Linked DNA regions of Columba livia: regions 1 and 3 are each linked to region 2. Evidence: chromatin contacts called from public Hi-C data. All regions are on one chromosome and are shown on one strand. Each heading gives the region's core, a stretch centred on a gene start, on an enhancer-like site or on the middle of the called end of the contact. The rest is flanking DNA. Distances are from core to core; before and after follow the strand shown.

What was found. A called contact is a pair of places that touch in the nucleus more often than the background predicts.
Region 1: a Hi-C map of crop shows a contact between it and region 2, with 4 times the contacts expected there. The contact joins the promoter of PECAM1 here to the enhancer-like site in region 2. A contact is called at or near these places in 2 of 2 Hi-C or Micro-C datasets (crop and liver).
Region 3: a Hi-C map of liver shows a contact between it and region 2, with 2.0 times the contacts expected there. The contact joins the promoter of CEP95 here to the enhancer-like site in region 2. A contact is called at or near these places in 2 of 2 Hi-C or Micro-C datasets (crop and liver).

The regions. Positions count from the first base shown.
Region 1 is chr18:10,544,608-10,547,426 of bColLiv1.pat.W.v2, forward strand. It overlaps PECAM1 (platelet and endothelial cell adhesion molecule 1), which reads right to left and starts at 1,328. Exons shown (of 16, transcript XM_005508006.4): 1 at 1,001-1,328; 2 at 845-871; 3 at 1-143. The coding sequence starts at 1,034.
Region 2 is chr18:10,469,940-10,472,639 of bColLiv1.pat.W.v2, forward strand. TEX2 (testis expressed 2) reads right to left here. Exons shown (of 12, transcript XM_065034115.1): 9 at 1,597-1,719; 10 at 261-470; 11 at 1-55. Among named protein-coding and RNA genes, the nearest start is that of ERN1, 6.9 kb to the left of the region's middle. Within about 2 kb of position 1,287, at least 1 of the 3 cell types and tissues checked has an H3K27ac peak away from gene starts, as active enhancers do.
Region 3 is chr18:10,572,635-10,575,377 of bColLiv1.pat.W.v2, forward strand. It overlaps CEP95 (centrosomal protein 95), which reads left to right and starts at 1,401. Exons shown (of 22, transcript XM_065034125.1): 1 at 1,401-1,765. The coding sequence starts at 1,744. LOC110362970 (a long non-coding RNA gene) reads left to right here. Exons shown (of 2, transcript XR_002420747.2): 2 at 1-441.

The sequences.
Region 1 (2,819 bases), core at 78-2,577, 75 kb after region 2:
ATCCTTAAAAATTGTAAAATTATGCTTCAGCTGGAAATCAGTATTTTTGCTAATATCAGCACGGCAGACAATTGACATAGGAGCTCCATTCTTTACTTTGACAGAAGGCTGAACTTTGATTTCAACTGTATTGAAAGTAAAAACTTGTGGGGAAAAAAAAAAGTTATATTTATTTTCAGCTTGTCCGACATAATACTGTTATCTCAAGCTGCTACATTTTCCTCACAAAATTTAATTCATTTCTACCCTAGTAGCAGGGGTTCTAATTTTCCCGGTCAGATCTCACAGATGTTGAGAGCGGTAGCAGCTTTACCTTCCCTGCACAGACACACAAGAAGCAACTACTGATTGTCACAGCACACGCTGTCCAGCTGCTCAGCCTTTGTCTTGAGGGACTGAATCACTGACTACTCTGCTCAGACATTATCTTTTATTTTGCAATAAAAAGAGCAAGAGAGAGTGCCCTTAACTTATATTCTATAGTATTATCCTACCCCCTTGCTTCTGGGTACGAGAGGGTTTTTTAAAGATCAAAACAAAATGCTAGTAATTAAATTTCCTCTCTTTTCTCTTCTCTTGTATGCCACACTAAAGCAAATTAGGAATGATTTCACCAAAACATTTATGAAAATATGAACAGCACATCTGTCACTTACATACTATAACAAGAAACACCACCAAGTAATATATATATATATTTTTGTTTTTACAAGGCCAAATTTCACACTGAGCTATAGTACAGCAAAACAAGATAAACTCTGTTATGGATGCACACCAACAACTGAGGAATTAGTTAAATTACTTATTTTAAAATTTTATGTGAAAAAACCCTAGAATGACTTACCTCCCTCCTGAGTGTAAAGTCCTGAACCTGGAAAAAAATGAAAAGTAATGTTATTTTCAAAGTTTACAGACCGACAGACAGTAATGGGAAACAGTAAAAAGCCCAAACAAACCAGAAACACATGTATCCACCCAGATATTTAGTTATCAAACTTACACTGCAAGAAAATCACCAGAAGAGCAAGATACATCTCGTTCCTGAAGAACAGACACTTAATTCCAAAATAAAACAATATTCATCATCAGAGGTGATGCCTTGAGGTACCAAAACCAGGTTATGAGGTTTTCTTTCTGTTGTTGTTTTATGGAAACAGATAAAATTTTGCCATTAAAATCTGTAAGTTTTCCCAGATCTTCAACAGCAACTGGCTAGATCAAGTAATCGTTCCCATTACTGGAAACTGGAAATGGGAAACAATGAGAATCTATCTGCTGCTCACAGGCAGATTACGGTTCAGGAAGTGACTGGACTTTTCCTGAGGGCGCCACCAAATGCATTTGCTTTGTTTAATTTCTTAAGGTGTATTAAAAAAACAAGAAGTTCCAATGACATTTATCCTGTAGTTCCTGTCAATACGGGTATTTTTAAGTCACAATTAACCATTTAGAAACACAAATTACCTTTGCTGCTTGACCTCAGCAGATCCTTGAGAAAATATTTCCCTTCATCTTGACATGGAAAACTCTTTTGGATAATTCATGTATATAATTATTCACTCTTCCCTTTTGCCTCCATTTCTAGGTCTCTCATCTTTGCTGTGGCAAAGAACAGCTTTACTGTAGGGTATGCAATAAATTCAAATTATCTCGGAAACCATAGCTACTTTCGTCTTAGATGAGAATACTGATAGATGCACCTCTCATACTACCATCATATATCAAACCCACAGAAATGCACAAGATTTTATTTTATGTAGTTAAGACAGTGCAAGGCATGCACAATCATAAAATTTCAATCCCACAAGAAAAGAACTGGTTGGAGTTTCATTTGTCTGCAGAAATCTGAAGCAGCACTGTTGCAATCTGAAACAGAGAATACTTGGGAGCAAGAGTTAAATCATTCGACTTGAGTCCTAACACTGACTCAGTCTACAGGCTTGAGAAAGTGAGTTGAAATCGTGCCCTTCAAAAAGTCTTTCTCAAGTTGTGTGTCCCAGAACTCCCTAACTAGTGATTTAGTTCTTCTTGAAAATCAAGTATTTTACTCTAAATCCCTTCGTTTCTTTCATTTGTAGACAGAGTCAATGCTTTCCTTTACTTCCAGTGTCATTTTCCAGGCTTACTAAAACACACCCACAAAACTCTATGAGACATACAGCTTCACTGTTATGTGAAACACCCTTTTTTGGGGGGTCAATGAAAACTGTATTTTTCCCCCAAAACAATAGTTTAAAGCTATAGGTGTACTTTAATACTTGTATTACACACATAAGTGTGGTATTTGGCAAAAGGAAGCAGGAGGGAAACACTCATTTGTTTAACAATATATCGGCAGTATGAACAAGCACCTAACTAGCTGTTTTGCAGGGAGTACAGAATGGCACAATAGTCAGAGCCGTTAATGACTAAGAAGTAGCCGATTAACTAGAGATAGTGTTTGTTCTGCTTAATCCAGCCTGTTTGAAATACACCACCAACAAAAGACTGATGGTTTGGCTGTTTGCCAACCATGGTCTCCAGAGCCATGTAAAGGAAAAGAGAAGGAGGACACATGGCAGGTGGAGAACAAAGGTACATCAACTTTGGCTATTGATAACAAAAAATAGGAAGGAAGGAGATTTCCCCCTCCCCCCATAAAAGAATTCAGCATGACACACAAAGCTCAGCAAAACCACACTAGTGTTTCCCACGAGGCGACAAAGGCTCTCCTCCCTGCCACACAGAGGGAAGGAGAAAGTGCGTGTGGGCCAATATCCTTCAGACTGAGCCAATAGGGTTGAGTTCAGAAGCAGACTCCAGTGGAAAGGTCAGTTTCT
Region 2 (2,700 bases), core at 37-2,536:
ACCAAGTTTTGGCCGAGCTTTTAACTCCAGGTAGGGAGGTCTCCGAAAGCCGTACCTTAGGAGAGCAGACACAGCAGGTTTTATTATGAACAGAACAGATTTTATTATGTGTGAACTGCCAGTGTTCTCTTAATAACAGTTCTCATCTCATTTACAACTAGTTTGTATTGCATCTCTTCCAGAATCCCTTTCAAAAAGGGGGGTTTAACCCCTTTTAGCAGCAGTTCCTTAGGCAACACACACCTGAAACATCACCTTACCATATCCTGTCAGTAGGTGGAGGTGGAATGTTAATTACTAGTGTTCCTCGGCACTCTTGTACTTCAACTGTTAGCAGCAATGGAGTATTGGACACCTCTTCAATTTTCTTCTTAATAAATTCAGTCTCTGTTGCTTTCTGAAAGTATTTTGACTTAGTAATTTTATCCACGATTCTCATGATCTTACTTGTCCGATGTCCTCCAACATACCTTTAGATGGAGAATAGAAAGAGTACATGAAGGTAATTACCTTGAACCTTGCTAAGACACCCATGGATTTCCTATTAAATCATTATACTTTTTGATATAAAAATTCTAAACAGCAGTTACTCATAAGATTCTATAGGACAGTAATGCAGATTTTTGAGAGGTGTAAGGAAATTCAGTATTGTATTTAAAAATCCTTTGTTCTCTTTAAGGGTTCTTTATATGATCATTGTATTTTTTAAAGATGGAAAAACACATCCATTGGAATAATTCCAACAACTCATCACACAGATTTCAAAAGCTTTTGGGAATAAAACTCTGAGGAGACTCCAATGAGTATTTTCAATATGTCATGGAGCCTTTTGGTATACTCCCTGTAAAAATCACTGAGATGTGTTCAGACATAGGAAACATTATTGTCCGAGACATTTCAGTGTTACTACAGATTGCTCATTGCAAGACATTGTTTCAATCAGATGTATAAAGCAAAATAAAACAATCAGGGCAGCAGCCAAACCAAGGAATGACGTGGCAAAACTGATGCTGGGAATTCTCTTTCAAACTCTTGCAGGGCACGGGAGGGCAGTATTGCACAGCGAGACACGCAAAGCCTTCCAGGGGAATAACAAAAGCACAACAAACCACAAAACCCTGAGCAAGAAGCTGGGATTGAGTAACAGTTGTGTTCTTAGAGAAAAAAAACACACTGGAAATACGGGATCAGCAGGATCAGCGTGGGTATAATGCTGTATATGAACAGAGCGTTTCAAAGTTCACACACAAAATCCTGCTCTTGGCTCAGGCAAAACGCTGGGGACAGTCCCACAGGTTCTGTGCCCCAAAGACTCTGCTTTCTCTATAACCCCATCGGGATGTCAAAGGGAGCGCTGTACAGGTCACCGTGGACGATGCTCCCAGCACAGGAAAGCACTGCAGAGCAGCTTCCTTCCATCTGTACTCACCGCCTGATTGCTGCTCTTTGCTCTAGAAATGGGTGACTTGTGTTTGCTTAATTGCTTGGATATACTCACACAGCAACAATGAGCACGACGGGGCCAGACCAAGGTATTGGTTACACCAAGTCTGGAGCTTGGGAGGGAAGGATTAACCAAGACGGCACACAGCTCACCCTTCTGCTCCTGGAGTCACCTGCTTCTCTCCCGCCAGTTCGGCAGCATCATCCTCTTCCGAAGACCCAGCGCTGGAGGATTCCTCATCGCTGTCTGCAAGACAATACGCCCTTGGCCTGAAACTGAAACAATGCGATTTCCAGGTCAAATGTAATATTCTTAAATAGCTATTCATCATGTACAGCTTTGGCTGACACTACGTGTATTTCTAGTGGAAACTCTGAAATGTCCCCTTCACTTTTTTTTTATAAACTCCATCTAAAATAACAGAACTGAAGCCAGTCTGCCAGAACTAGCTTCAAAACACAACGTTTGTTTTCTCCAGTGGAACTAATCCTGCGCAGAAGGGGATGGCAGGGGAACGACTATTCTACATACTCAAATCAAATGTGAAGATTAATTGAAACACATTTGAAAACACCTCTGTTGCTGCTTGCGGCTTCCCATGAAAGTTGAGCAGTACGTCGGCTGGACAAATTTTGTTTGTTCTTAACACACTGACAATAACACGATTTTAAACTGAAAGGTGAGAACATACGATTCTGTCTTGTACTAAAAGCAAACACAAGACTCGAATTTAAACATCATGTACCGACTGAATCCCGGAATCCCTCGGAGACATTAACTCAAGTGCTAACGTATATACCTTATCTTCACAGCACTTTTAACCCAAGTCAATAAATTCCATTTTGTCTACTCACACACCTGCAATTTTTGCGGCTTGGACGTATCTCCAGCAATGGCAACGTGTGCAAAGCGCAAGAGAAGCAGATCTTGCTCACCTGCCTCCCAAAGGAAACACAAGGATCGCACTGGCAGAGCGACCTTGTATCAGACTCATGACTCACCTCAGCCTGTGTGTCATCACTTACCAATTTTGAGTAGAAAAAAGGCAATTCTATTAACGCAACTCATCTAACATAACCCTGGGAAGTAATATTTCTTAGATGTTTTGCAGAGATACTTTTGTCCCGTACAAATTGAGGCTATAATCTCCCTTTAGTATCTTTGTTGGAAATACTCCTTTTGCTACTATATTTATAGGGAAATTGACCTCCGGGCTTGTGAATTTTTAAGCTACACAGCAAATGATGTTTACAGGA
Region 3 (2,743 bases), core at 151-2,650, 100 kb after region 2:
CTGTTCCTCCCTCAGCAATTTGAAATACCACCTCGATCCATCACTTTTTCTTCTTACTAATTTGCTCTTTTAGCAGCACTTCAATTTGACTAGGTTCTTTGATACCATCTCCTGCCCATTTCTAACAGGGGATCCTCCTTTTCAGTAGGAGTTAGTGATTTAATATAGCTTGTTGTAGATTTTTTCTCCAAAAATACTCCTTTTGACACTCTCTACCTACTGACCCTGGAGACTTCTTGCTTCTAATGAGTCTGAAAAAGGCTTTTTGCAAAGGCTGTGAAAACAGCAAATTGTCCCATCTTTTCATGTACACATTACATTTACTGTAGCTTATTTTTATTTTTTTTTGTTTGTATATATTTTAGTGGTTCGTGTTACTGTACTGTTTAACTTTGCTAAGGTTTTAAAGAATTGAGAAGACTAAACAAACACAAAACCTCATCTCTGTCTCACATTTAGTCTGCAAGTAACTCCTTTTGATTTCCTCTTTCAAACAACTTCCTCGTTTTGTGTTCCACCCTTCAAGTTAAACATCGCTGGTTTTCCTGAGCTCTCTTCTTAGTTTAAGCCAACATACGCCTAACAAATCAACGCAGCTTTGCAGAGCTGCGCATACACCAAACTGAAATCTAGGTTCTAGTTTACTAGATATGCATTTGCTTATATACACAAAAGCTGGTTTATTTAAGCAGTGTGTGCACTTGAGTTATTACTCTACAAATTACTGTTAGAGCTCACTTTGTCACTGATGTTTACTTGCCGCTGGTCATTGTTCTCACAGTCGTAATTGGGATCTCAGCTGCTTCTGTCACACTCCTGGAGTTTAAGGATAAGGGTCATCATTATTTCTAGTTTTGTGTGACTTGATGCAATGTGGAAATTCCATAATTCCTAAGGAGCACGGAATGCTGTTGCTTAGTATGGAGGAGAATATACTTTCCCCACTCAATGTCTCCAAAAACGTGTATGTTAGTGGTAAATTTCACCGGACAAAAGCTTCTAACTCTTATTTTTAATAAAGGTTATAAAACTCCTGTCACACACAAAAGCCATCAGGTCACCCATGTTTCCTGAGCAAACCTCCATCACCTGCCCATGTAACCCCAACTCTCCATCTGTACATTAACATGTAAACACGCCAGGCCTACAAGGTCAAGCGCTGGAACTTTCCCCGAGGCCAACCTCACTTCTCTTGTGCAAACACCAACAACCGCCACGCTGTGAGGGCGAGCGGGGCGGGCCCAGCGCGGGAAACCCCCACAGCCCGCGCCTCCCGGCCGCCATTTTGTGCCGCCAACCGCCCTCAGCAGCCGAACCGCTCCCCGGCCCGCCCACCGTGGCGCCCGCGGCAGCTCGGCCACCGGGGCTGGGGGGCACAGGGAGGCGGCTCCAAGCGGGCAGGGCGGCCCGGTTTGGGGGTGAGGGGATGGCGGGGGGGCCGCGGCTCCCACACCGAGGGCGCCCCGTCACGTGACAGAGGCGCGGTGCCTGCAGCGGGAAGTGGGGGAGGGGAAGGCCACGTGACCCGCGCTGCGGCGTGGCTGTGAGTTACAGGCTCCCCCACGCCCGTTTCCATGACGACCGGCTCTTTCACAACCCGCTGGAAGATAACAACGCTCGGCGGGGGGGCCCGCCCCTTCCGGCGCAGCCTGTCCAATCAGCACAGAGGACGCCGGGAAGGTCTATTTGAATTCCCCGGGGGGGGCGGTACCTGGCGGCCGTTGGTGCGTGAGGCGCCGCGCCATGGGCAGCGCGGAGGAGAGAGGTAGGGGCGGCGGGGCTCCCGAGGAGATCGCCGGGCTCCCGACCGCCGGCGCCTCTCCCTTCTTCATGTGTTCGGCGCTCGCCACCGGGGCCCGGTCGGTGGGGCGGGTGCGAGGCCCAGAGGGGCAGCCAGTCCGCAGGGAGGCCGAGGCGAGAGCTGCCTCTTCTCTCCTTGTCACCCACCTGCTGCTCACATCCCGAACACTGTCTATTTTCTTCAGACGTGCCTTTCTTTAAAGATGTCTTTTTCTTGTGTTGTGGCTCTTTATGGTAAACCCCCCCTCTTGCCTTATTCCCCCCCGGTGACACTTTTAAATCGCTACAGCTGGAGGTGAACAGCAGCTGAAGTTATTCAGTGTGAAATGTAGGAGGTTCTGCTTTAAGCTTTCATGCACCTGAAATTATTAACCTGTTAGGGTATAGTGATTTCTGGAAGTGAAGAGTAAAGCAGTGGAAAAGTAATACTCCCTGTGTACAGAAGAGTAAAACTTATATAAATTAATTTCCTTTGTAGTAATTTTTTTTCATCCAAACATAACTTTGCCCTTCTCAGTAATTCAAAGTCCTCAATAATACATGTTAAAATACTGTTTTGTCTGCAAAAGCAACATGTAGGGGGAAGATCCACCCTTAAGAGATCACAGGCTAACAGAGATGAAGATGCTTTTTTTCCAAGTTGATATTTGAATTGGGTGACATGGAACGCTGTAGAGGATACGTGTACTTAAAAGTACTTTGGATTTGTGATTCAAAATTCTGGGAAAAGCAGTCTGGTTGTGCACATATCTCATTGTGCTCGACATAGCGTGAAGTTGGTGGCACCAGGTCCATGTACTTGTGATCCCTAAACAGTGAACTAATAAAAGTAGCCCTTGAATTTAGTTTTCATGAAGAATACTTACATTAGCAGCATTGTCATTGCCTGAGAGTATTAGGGAAACTGGGATTTTACAAGAGAAGCTCATGTTTTTTGAAAAAG